2 separate regions of the Mus musculus genome follow, and region 2 is linked to region 1. Evidence: chromatin contacts called from public HiChIP or PLAC-seq data. All regions are on one chromosome and are shown on one strand. The core of a region is the stretch at or near the end of the contact, and the rest is flanking DNA. Distances in the headings are between cores, read along the strand shown. Region 1 has its middle 8.3 kb from the start of Gm23440. Region 2 overlaps Fnip2 (folliculin interacting protein 2).

Region 1 (5,758 bases), core at 1,524-4,023:
GTCTCCTGAGAAACTTGAATGTTTACAAAAAGAAGAATGACTGTAGATTCTTATCATCTTTCAACCTGCATAAAAAATCAACACCAAATTGACCAACATTCAAAATGGAAGATCTGAAACTCTGGAGCTATTAGAGGAAAGAGGAATAAAAACTCTTCGATATATAGGCATAGATAAGAACTTCCTTCATAGGACACCAATGACTCATGAATCATCTCTAACAACTGACAAATAGTAAAATTAGAAATCTTTTAGATAGCAAAGGAAACACTCAATTCAGTAAGGATACAGTCTACAGAGTGGAAGAAAACTCTCTGCTAGCTGTACATCTGACAGATTTAATATCGATAGGATACAGAAGGAACTCAACAAGAAATAAGCAACCCAATCAATAAATAGACAAATGAAATGAACAGATGGAAATGGCCAGTAAACATATGAAAAAGTGGTCAGTAGCCATCATATAAAAATGACAATGAACACTACACTGAGATTACATCTTATCCCAATCGCCATCAAGAAAACAAATGGCCATAAATGCTATTGAAGATTTGGACAAATGGGCATATTTACAGACTGTTGGTGGGAATGTAATATAGTCAGGCCATCATAGAAGTCAATAAAGGGGGTACTTCAAGTACAAAATGACACTTATTATATGACCCAGTGTCTTAGTTAGGGTTTTACTGCTATGAATAGATACCATGACCAAGGCAAGTCTTATAAAAAACAATATTTAATTGGTGCTGGCTTACAGGTTCAGAGGTTCAGTCCATTATCATCAAGGTGGTTGCATGGCACTATCCAGGCAGGCATGGCACAGGCAGAGCTGAGAGTTCTACACCTTCATCCAAAGGCTGCTAGTGGAAGACTGACTTCCAGACAACTATGGTGAGGGTCTTAAGCCCACACCCACAATGACACACCTACCAGGTCACACCTAGTCCAACAAGGCCACACCTCCAAATGGTGCCACTTCCTGGTCCAAGAATATACAAACCATGACACCCAGCGTTAAGGGTATTCACCAGTCAAGACTGCTTGGACATGGGTTTATGCCAATAGAAAGTCTTTACTAGCCAGCCATTAACTACACTGGGTGTTTGAAATCTCAGCCTTGAACCCTTTTCAAGGTGAGCTTTTAAGGACAAAAAAACCATGTTCTGGGCTGACACACTTCAGTTAGCAAGAGCAGACAGAAGTAGAACTACAGAAGCTAAAAAGCAAGATTAGTACATTTTGAGACTTTTCCAGAATTATATGACTCTGATGGATTGTGGGGCATGTGAACCATGACATCAGACAGAAAATCTGGTGAGGTTGAATAAGCCCAAACCCAGTGAAACTCAGAATTGAGTATGACAGGCCCAGGGCCAGCTCTCCGCTAAACTATCTGTTCTGGAACATGTAACCACAACACCCCACTGAGAGGACCATGACAGTCAGTCAAGTTGGGAAAACACCTGAAGCCCTTCCTCATGCTAACAGTGCATCGATCGCTACTACCTCAAACTGGGTCGATGAGAAGTTTCTACTCCTGGATCCCAACCTAGCTCCTGTTTTATTTCATCCTGCAGAGTCCCCGGCAAATGGGACATGTTCATTACACTGTGTGGAGTTTGATTCTCTCTCTTCTCTGGGCATTACTGACCTCTAGAGATATACCAATTATTCTTTTTCTTTTAGATTTTCATCAGGTGCCACCTAATCCTATGTTGGGCCCATCCCCCCATCCCTCCATGTCGTGTATGTGTGTGTGTGTGTGTGTGTGTCCCACTTAACCATTGAGGCCTCTCTATCTATCACAAGCTATGATGGTAACGATTTGTGTGGATAGGACAGACTTGCAACTTAGTTAAAAACTATGAGGCAGGTCTCTGTCAAATTGCTTGTGTTCTGTGAGTTTTTTTTTTTTTTCTTCCTTAGTTAGGGAATTATGTTTGAAGACAGGAATTTGAAGACATTTAAGGTGGGGTTGATACATGTGAGGATAGGTAGCATTCCTGTGGTTGTGTTGATGTGCCTTGGTTTTCTTTCACTTTTTTTGGTAGGGCTGTGTAGTAGTTAATTAATTACCAAATCAACTAGTTGAAAAATGCCTAGATTAGTGAAGCACACCCTTGGGTGTGTCTGCAGTGGCAATTCCAGAGACAGTTAGATCATGGGGTTCTCAGCACTAATTAGTGAATTAATCCTTCCAAGTATTCATAACATGATGGCAATATTGGAAGGTGGTAAAAGGTAGGGGGTGGGCCTTGTTTGAGGAAGGAGTTTGCTTGGATGTGTCTTTGTCTTTCTTTTATGATCCCTGTGTCCTGGAGTCTACAGTTCCTTTCCTGCTATGCTGGAGCATCACTTTAAATCTGTGAGGCAAACTATGTTTTCCTAGTATGAGTTGTTGTCTCAGGCATCTTGGTCACACCAACACAAAGGGAACTAATACAACTGGGAAGGGACACAATACCTTGTAGCATCTAGGCCTGAAATTGTTTAATGTGCTTTGTGGAGGAAGGGTACAACTGGTACCCGCAGCAGGGATGAAAATCAAGGGTTTGGGATTGAAAGCGGCTTCATTTTCATCTTGACTAATCACAACACAATTGGGTTGAGATCTCAGTGCTGTAGCTGCAAACATTTCTATGGCAACCGAAGTTGATTAGATTGTGGGAAGCTATTTCTGAGTAGTTTTGCCTCAGTGCATACCTATGTAACTGGAGACAATTGCACCCACAGTTGTCCTCCCATCCCCCCAACTTTGGTCTTCACTTGCAGCTCCATTCAATGTCAAGCATTTGTGTTATAAATAGCTGTTCCATTTTCCTGTGACTCCACCCAGGTCAGTCTGGCTGCTTTCCTTGTTTCCAAGGAGGGAATTCATATTTGAGTTTTGTGAACAAGTCTTTGTATTATTTCCTTTCCCCTCTGAGGACCCACACCCTATTTCCTCTGCAGGGTGGCTGGGTAGTTAGCATGCACGGTTCCCAAGTCTGCTGAGCAGAACAAATGACAACAATTGCATCCAACCACAGGGGCAGGAAATCTGAAAGGGCAGGTACCAGAGCAAACACTTCAAGTGGAAAATGCCATGCTTGAGGGATGTAGTCCCCACAAATCATTAAAGAAGTTTGAGAGACATTGCTGGAGGGATCGATGTGTAGCTTCAAGTGAAAGGGATGCAGAAAAAGGGAGGGACCATAAAGGTGAGTCAGGCAAGCATAGACTAGCCTAGCAACTGGGACTCCCTTTGGTTTGGGCTTCACACACTAACTTGGGCTTCTAACTGTTCTTGGCAGACTAGACACAAACTCTTCTTGTGCAGCTAGCAACCTAGGACCCCACCATTTGCATCAAGGTACACACACCTTACTCTGAACAACAAAATAAGCTCCCCCCCCCCAACTGACCATTAAGCATTGACATTTCCTATCCAGTTCAAGTCCAATTATATATATCTGGGTTCAAGGGTACCGAGGGAGTGCCGATTTCAATCTGAGCAGAATTTGGGGTGCAGATGTTGACCAAGTGCCTCCAAGATCAAGAAAGGGGTGTCTATTGGGTCAGCCAATCTAGCTTTTAGCAAATAAAGGAGAGGCTACAGGAGAGACATGAGGTCTAACAGGGGCAACGGTTTCCACATTCCTTAGACCCTCACTTGCTCGTATAAAGGGTTGTAGCCATCCTTTTTCTCTGGCGGACTCTTCAACCTCCTGCGACAGTCTTACTCTACCTATGTGAGCCAATAAACACATTCTGGTCTGTTGAAGGTCAGGCTCCTGTCTCTTTCCTGCGCCTCCTGTGCCTTGTAAGTTGCCTCAGAAATAGAACAGGTACAAGAAAGTAAAGTGTCCTGTGAGTGAAATGTAAAGAAAATCCCCTATTTTCACTGTTAGATTATTTAAGAAAGCTGTAGAGAAATGGGAGGTGCAGAGAGAGGCTTGGTCTGACTTTAGGTAGGATCGTGTTTATTCACAGCAGGGCAGTAATCTTTTTTTTTTTTTTTTTTTTTTGGTTTTTCGAGACAGGGTTTCTCTGTGTAGCCCTGGCTGTCCTGGAATTCACTCTGTAGACCAGGCTGGCCTCAAACTCAGAAATCCGCTTTCCTCTGCCTATTAAGTGATGGGATTAAAGGCGTGCGCCACCACTGCCCAGCACAAGGCAGTATTTTGTCAAGCACATTGCAGATGGCTAAAATGCCTATGGAAGATGGGATGAAGCCCCTTGTGGTTACAGAAGGGACTTACGTAGTCAGCAAGTGAAGCTGGGAAGTGTAGTCTGTCAGCCAGAAACTATCCTTCCTCATTCTGAGAGGTTGCTGAGGAGGGTCTTTGTTGGAGGAGGTAGTTCAGAATACACCGAGGAAGGCCTCCTCTGGTCATGAAGAGTAGAAGGGAGTGATCTGCTGAGCTGAACCGGTACATGCCCTCCTGTATTCCTAAAGAGACTTGGAAAACAAATATAAGAGGCTGAAAGCAGGAAACCGATGATCCGATTACAGGGTAAGATGGATTTTTTGGGAAGGAAGGTTGAGAGATAAGAGCAGATGTGGGAGAGATGGAGTGGCCCAGTGGGAGAAAGTGGGCATAAAATTGATTCTGGACTTGTCCCATTGCCAAAGTCAGCAGAAGTAGCGGGGGCGACACACCATTCAAGGGAAGGATCAAGAGTAAACTCTTTACCAATGTAAAGAGTTGCATCTGGCCTGGGCTGAAAGAGATGGAGTCCCCTTTCAGCCAGTGTTTCTCCAGAGCATCTAAAAGGTCTGTTTGCAAATTTAACAGGAACAAACGGAGCTGTTGGAGGATAAGTGTGTGTGGAACAACAAAGATGAGGAGAAAAGAGTGATCGAGGGGAGGAGTCATAGTGGGAGGGAACCAGAAGAATTTGTGGTCTGTCCCATTTCAAACAAATTGGCATATTTTTGGTGTGGAAGGAGCATTGTTTGGGGTGGTGGGGCATGCATCCCATCCCTAACAGAAGTCATATCTAGTCCTCTTTGTACTGCAGCAGTCAATGAGCCAAGCTGGTCCTGATGGATGTTAAGCTGCTCTGAGCTGGTGAGACAGAGAGGTTAATGGATATAAAGAAGGCTTCTGTCCTGCTGTTTTAGTTTTGAGTCCCCAAAAGAATGTCCAGAGTGTCAAGAAAAGAGATGAGTTGGGTGGCTCATGGTCCATTAGTGTCCTTTTAGAGGCCACCTGAACCCCTTCAAGGGGTTTGGGGCATTGATCTCTCTAACAGCATCCTGGCTGACAACGGGTTTGGTAAGGGAGCAGCAGTTAGAGAGAGGGTCCATCCGAGTGGCTGTGATAGAACGCAACAGCTGGCAAAGACCCAGAACATAAACTAGGATGTAATAACTGTACAGCTTTGTGGGGAACATTGAGATATAAAGTTACATGAGGAAGATATTTCCATCAAGAGCCATTATAACACAAGGTTAAATATGAAGGTAAGTTAGGGTTAAAGGCAATGGTATATAACTGGCTGGAGCATGGCCAAAGTGCTCTACAGGATGAGGTAACTGTGATTAGATGTTTGTTTCCATCAGACTCCCACATAAGGAGCAAGCGCCTGAAAGCTTTCTGAAAGAGAGCATTTAAAGTCACATGTAAGGCATGAATCTGAACAGAAAGTGTCTAGGTGATATTCCTTGCTTCCAAGTACAATGAATTTTGCATATCTGTTCCAAATATTAACAACACCAGCTATTATTTAATGAACAAAAATAGAGTTTCACAAGTAAAACACATTTTTTTCC
Region 2 (6,498 bases), core at 786-3,285, 550 kb before region 1:
AAACGTCCTTCCCCGAGAGGAGGCAGAGTTAAGTGTGGGTATAGTACTTGCTAAGAATATTTTTTTTTTTTTTTTTTTTTTTTTTTTTTGGTTTTTCGAGACAGGGTTTCTCTGTATAGCCCTGGCTGTCCTGGAACTCACTCTGTAGACCAGGCTGGCCTCGAACTCAGAAATCCGCCTGCCTCTGCCTCCCAAGTGCTGGGATTAAAGGCGTGCGCCACCATGCCCGGCTTGCTAAGAATATTTACAACTGCCTTCTATATTTCAGGAACTGTGCTAGAGTCTAGCACGAGACTGTGAAGTGAGACATGGCGTACTTTCAGGGAGCTAGAGTTAACAAACCAACAGAAAACTCACACTCCTATTAAGTACTGACAGTGTGATCCTTGTCGGTTCACCTGTTCTCTGCAGTGTGTTTGTAACCCTCTGGGGTGATAGCCCATCCCTGTACACACAATGTTCACTGTATAGGTTTATCATCCATCTCACGGCTAAATTTTTCAGTTCCCTTGTCATGTGATTTTCGTTATTATGGCATGTAAGTCTGGTGAATAAGAAGATCCAGCAAATAGGGGTACCGATTCCTCTCAGTTCTGTTTGCGTAGGGGTTGGAGAGACAGGCAGCTTCCTCCCAAGTCACTGGTAACTTTGGACCCTGCGTTTCAGCCATCAACATCCGCTACTCACCAGGCATTGGACCTCCTTTTCATTTCTCTCTGGTCTTGGTGACGGAAGCTGGAAGTGGAAAGCGGCAAATCACTTGCCATCATTGTGGCTTGGAATCTGTGCCTCCCAGCTCAGTACAATGGCAACACACAGCTGGGGCTACTCCAAATGTGTCTAATCTGAGTGGAGATGACCTCTAAACCACTGAGGTATGGTGACATGCTGTAGTCCCTGGACTTCAGAGGCTGAAGTGGGAGGATTGTTGAGGCCAGTCTGGTTTAAAGACTAATCAGTCGATTTCAGATGTGGTCCATGTTCTCGAGAAATCTGTTACCTAGCTCCGGAATTCAGAAAGGACATCATGACATCGCCGTGGGGTGAGATGGGAAGAGAGTGATGCTTAACAGTGGCAGCTGGAGCACTAATGCTGGTGGAGGAGGTGACATCCAAGGCTTGCTGTCAGTGGACACCACCTCACACCTGCCTTTATGACAGTCCTGCACAGTCCAAATGTCCTTGCAAAAGTAAGACCCTGGACAAGAGAAGACTGAGACTGACTTCTAAGGTACACATGCCACATGCTGTGGAGGAAGAGTTGAGGCCCAGTTATAGCTAGGCAGTTCTGAGCTCTAAGAAGCAGATCTTTCCAAGTCCATTCTGTCTTCCTGAGGAGGATGTTGGAGCATTTTTTTCAGGACAGGGCCATTGTGGGAAATTCTAACCAAGTGAACGATCTTGGTTTCTTCCTAGTGAGGTTACAAGGTCTGGCTTGGAAAGTTACTTGGAAGATGTTTTAGACAGAAGATTTGGTGTAGTTACAGGTGTTAAAATTGTGGTCTAAGGGGCCTTTGTCAGTGGAAGAGACGATTTGGAAGCTAATTATTTCATAGTTATAATTCTCTACCTTGTATTAATTTATTCTGCAGTTTACTGTTCTCTGTGGACTTTGCAGAATCTATTTTAGATTGTGCAATTTCTTGGAGATTCCAGAGAACCGGCTGCATTTTGTGAGGTTGGAATTGAAGTGAGGAGGTGACTGATTTTAGTAAGATCATCTGCCAGGTGTTGTCGCCTTCGTGTTGTGTGAATCTCAGGCCGTCCTCTCTGAGCTGTCAGCACACAAACGGTGTGTACTCTGGGCCTTGTGCAGACAGACAGACAGCACATCCCATTAGTCTGCAGCCCCAGAAGTTTTCAGAGGGTTTCTCAGCTGCTCACATGCAGTATTTCAAAGCCCTTAGAGCTGGATAGAGTCAGAGCTGAGCAGACTAAGACTAGGGATGTTTGAGTAGTCTCCTGAGTCGCGTGGACAGTGAGTAACTGGGGCCAGAACGAGGTGTGCCTGTCTTCTTGCCCAGCCTTCTGTCCCCGGTGTGACCAGCAGGGCCCCATGAGCTGGCCCCTCCCCTCTGCATGCTCAGATGCCTCCTGGGTTCCCGGTACTCAGGCACCATGAGGCACTTACTCAGATGTGTCTGCTGAGTCACAGTTCAACATCCTTTTCCTTGCTTTCCCTTCTCATAAATTGATTTCTACATATTCGTAAGCAGCAGATGTAGCTTTTTTTTTCTACTAGAACCTAAAGAATGTTGAGTCTTTCTTAATTAGTCATGCATTTGTTACATAGGAAGCTTTTAATTTAAATTTAATTTAATTTAGTTTTTTGTTTTTTTCGAGACAGGGTCTCTCTGTGGAGCCCTTGCTGTCCTGGAACTCACTCTGTAGACCAGGCTAGCCTCAAACTCAGAAGTCCGCCTGCCTCTGCCTCCCGAGTGCTGGGATTAAAGGTGTGCGCCACCACTGCCTGGCTTAGTTTTAATTTTGTTTTGATATAAATCATGGTTGTTACCCATCAATCTAAAATAGAAAGAAGACAAGAGAGAGTCATCTTTTAACAGATACTTATTTTATTAATGTGTGTGTGTGTGTTTAAATTTAGTTACTTGTTCAGTTGGTTTTGAGACAGGGTCTTATGTAACCTACCTGGTCTACATAGTGTCTTAGTCAGGGTTTCTATTCCTGCACAAACATCATGACCAAGAAGCAAGTTGGGGAGGAAAGGGTTTATTCAGCTTACACTTCCATACTGCTGTTCATCACCAAGGAAGTCAGGACTGGTACTCAAGCAGGTCAGGAAGCAGGAGCTGATGCAGAGGCCATGGAGGGATGTTCTTTACTGGCTTGCTTCCCCTGGCTTGCTCAGCCTGCTCTCTTATAGAACCAAGACTACCAGCCCAGAGATGGCACTGCCCACAAGGGGCCTTTCCCTATTGATCACTAATTGAGAAAATGCCTTACAGTTGGATCTCATGGAGGCATTTCCTCAACTGAAGCTCCTTTCTCTGTGATAACCCCAGTTGTGTCAAGTTGACACAAAACTAGCCAGTATGATTGACCCCTTGTCAATTTGACACACAAACACATCACTAGTAAGCCTCAACCCTTACATTCTTATTCATCCCCAAGATCTAAACAACTGTAAAAGCCCCACAGTCTTTACATATTCTTAAAATCCAAAGTCTTTTTAAAATTAAAAGTCTCTTAACTGTGGGCTCCACTAAAATATTTTCTTCCTTCAAGAGGGAAAATATCAGGGCACAGTCATAATCAAAAGCAAAAATCAATCTCCAACCGTCCGATGTCTGGGATCCAACTCACGATCTTCTGGGCTCCTCCAAGGGCTTGGGTCACTTCTCCAGCCATGCCCTTTGTAGCACGCACATTGTTTTCTAGGCTTCAGCTGCCTGTACTGCACTGCTGCTGCTGTTATTGGTGATCATCTCATGATACTGGCATCTCCAAAATGCTACTGTCTTCCACTGTAACTTGGCTTCAACAATAGCCTCTCATAGGCTCTCTTCATGGTGCCAAGCCTCAACTCCTTTGCATGACCCCTTCAGTCCTGGGCCATCAATTGCAACTGAGGCTGCACCTTCACCAATGGCCTTCCCTGACCTCTCACGGTGCCGAGCCTCAGCTGCTTTGCGTGACCCCTTCATGCCTTCAAAACCAGTACCACCTGGGTAACTCTTACACATTACTAAGTCCAGCCACAGCCCAAGGTACAACCTTGGCCTCTGTGCTCTCCTAAAACACTTCTCAGAAGATGTCACCTCAGTGATGCTGGTCTCTTCTTAATCACGGCTAATTTCTTAGCTCCAGCTAACCAGCATCAATAGTCCCAGTAATGCAAAGGCTTCACTCTAGTGGTTCTGGTATCTTGTTAATCACAGCTGATTCTTCAGCCTCAGCTAACCAGAACCACAGAATCTTCACAATCAAAACAGCAATGGCCCTGAAAAGCGTCTTTAATCTTCCCTTGAAATTTCACAAGCCAGGCCTCCATCTTCTGCACTGTTCTCAGCATTATCTTCCAAGCTCCTATACAACATCCCACAGAGCCCTTTTAACACCAAATGGATCCTCTAGCCCAAAGTTCCAAAGTCCTTCCACAGTCCTCCCCAAAACATGGTCAGGTTGTCACAGGAATACCCCACTCTGCTGGTACCAATTTGTCTTAGTCAGGGTTTCTATTCCTGCACAAACATCATGACCAAGAAGCAAGTTGGGGAGGAAAGGGTTTATTCAGCTTACAATTCCATACTGCTGTTCATCACCAAGGAAGTCAGGACTGGAGCTTAAGCAGGTCAGGAAGCAGGAGCTGATGCAGAGGCCATGGAGGGATGTTCTTTACTGGCTTGCTCAGCCTGTTCTCTTATAGAACCAAGACTATCAGCCCAGAGATGGTCCCATCCACAAGGGGCCTTTCCCTCTTGATCACTAATTGAGAAAATGCCTTACAGTTGGATCTCATGGAGGCATTTCCTCAACTGAAGCTCCTTTCTCTCTGATAACTCCAGCTGTGTCAAGTTGACACGAAACTAGCCAGTATAACATAGTGAGCCCCTATACCAAAACTTAGTGCATATTTTTGGCACATAGCTGCTTAGCACTTGAGAGGTGGATGGTGCGGGATCATGCATTCAGGTCATCCTTGCTCGAGGCTGGTCTGGGATATATGAGATCTTGCCTCCAAAAGCCAGAAGAAAAACAAGCACTAAATAAAACACCCAAACACCCTCAGAGTTCAGCGCTGGAGCTCTAGCTCCGGCAACACCCTGAGTGCTATCCCTGCCCCCAAGTTAAAAATGTAAGAGAGGCCTTTCCACAAAAAGTCTCTTTTTCAGGGAGACTCAGGAACAGATCTAATGTGGGCCAGGTGTGTGGAGCACAAGACATATGAGGAAGTACAGAGGATTGTGAAAAATAAGGCTTACCACAGAGGTCCTCCCTGCTGATCCAACATGGCTAAAACTTAGCTGTGGTTAGAGCATGTGAAATGAGGCTTCTGGGTGCTGCATGTCTTATGACCCTGGCCATATATAGCTCTCTGCAGTGCATGCTCTGTAAGGAGCTACAGGGTGCAAAGGATTTGTGGAGAAGTTAATTGTTATAGCTTTACATCCAAATAAAAGAGAAGCAGGGGTTCTGAAAAATTCTTGTGTAAGTCCATTTCCAAACCTATTTTCTCCAGATGATAAGATTCTGGTAAGAATAATTTAGTGTTGACCATGGCAGCACATGGCAGTACATACCTGTATTGAGGAGAGGGAGGCATAAGGATCAGAAAATTCAGAGTCATCCTTGGCTACATAGAACATTTGAGGACAGCCTGGGGTATATAAGGTGCTGGTCGTTCCCCCCTGCCCCCCAAGAAAAGAATGTCTACAAATGCTCTTCAGAGTTCCAGATACCTCTGCTTGCAACTGTGTGCTCTGCTCATATGATTTTTAGGAAATGAGAGACCTGTGAATGATTTCAGACGTGATGGCCTCAATCCAACAATAGCTTAGCTTCCAAAGTTCTAAATAGGACTGGACTATTGATGCCTTTACTAAGGTCCAAATCTGGTGACAACCTGCAGACATCAGAGTTAAATTTTAAAAGTTATGTAATGCTTGTTGCTAATGTTTTCCGATGGTTGATAACCTTTTTTTTAATATATATTTAATGTGTATGAGTGTTTTGCTCAAATGTATGTATGTGCATCATGTGTGTGCCTGGTGCCTTCGGAAGGCAGAGGAGGACATTGAATCCCCTGAAGTTGGAATTGTGAATGGTTGTGAGCCACCGTGTGGGTCTTTTATGAGAGCAAGTGCTTATAACCACAGAGCTGTCTCTTTAGTCATGTAACTGTTGATAATCTTAAATTAAGTATGGCTGTCATTAATTTTACCCAAACAGAGGAATCAGCTACAACATTATACATAAGAAAGAAAGACTGTATTTGAGGTCTCTGATACTGGACCTCATAGGAAAAAAAGCAAAAACTAAAAAAACAAACAAAACATTGAAAGACTATCTTTTTTAAAAATTTATTTTATTTATATAAGTACGCTGTAGCTGTCTTCAGACACACCAGAAGAGGGCATCAGATCCCATTACAGATGGTTGTAAGCTACCATGTGGTTGCTGGGAATTGACCTCAGGATCTTGGAAGAGCAGTCAGTGCTCTTAACGGTTGAGCCAACTCTCCAGCCCGAAAGTCTTATCTTAATGCTTGCAGAGAGAGCTAGTTATTTTTCTCAGACAGTGCCCCTTAGGACAGTGAGACTACAGGCATGGGACAACCTCCTATTGCTTTCTCTTGTTACAACTACATTTTATCACAGCTCTTATCAGGGCTACTGTTTGACTCATAGGCTGGGGAACCCCTGCAACCTTCTCGCCTCCCCTCTTTCTGTGCTGTCAGCAGGCAGCCACTTCCTCAGATAACCTTTGAATAGCATTTTTTAAAAGGTAATGTGAATAGTTTAAAATTTTCCCAAGAGA

The links. HiChIP or PLAC-seq counts read pairs in DNA pulled down with a chosen protein or histone mark.
Region 2: a contact with region 1 is called in an HNF4G HiChIP or PLAC-seq map of pancreatic cancer cells. The contact joins two enhancer-like sites. A contact is called at or near these places in 6 of 39 promoter capture datasets (cranial neural crest, frontonasal cranial neural crest, hematopoietic stem and progenitor cells and 3 more), 1 of 115 datasets of contacts at active chromatin or transcription factors (pancreatic cancer cells) and 1 of 9 other capture datasets (embryonic stem cells).

What each region holds. Positions count from the first base shown.
Region 1 is chr3:78,985,381-78,991,138 of GRCm38.p6, reverse strand. No RefSeq gene overlaps it. Among named protein-coding and RNA genes, the nearest start is that of Gm23440, 8.3 kb to the right of the region's middle. Within about 2 kb of position 2,773, at least 13 of the 459 cell types and tissues checked have an H3K27ac peak or open chromatin away from gene starts, as enhancers often do. A contact at or near this core is called in pancreatic cancer cells, where this site is marked.
Region 2 is chr3:79,538,333-79,544,830 of GRCm38.p6, reverse strand. The region is part of intron 1 of Fnip2 (folliculin interacting protein 2); the gene reads left to right. Among named protein-coding and RNA genes, the nearest start is that of Fnip2, 26 kb to the left of the region's middle. Within about 2 kb of position 2,035, at least 134 of the 459 cell types and tissues checked have an H3K27ac peak or open chromatin away from gene starts, as enhancers often do. A contact at or near this core is called in pancreatic cancer cells, where this site is marked.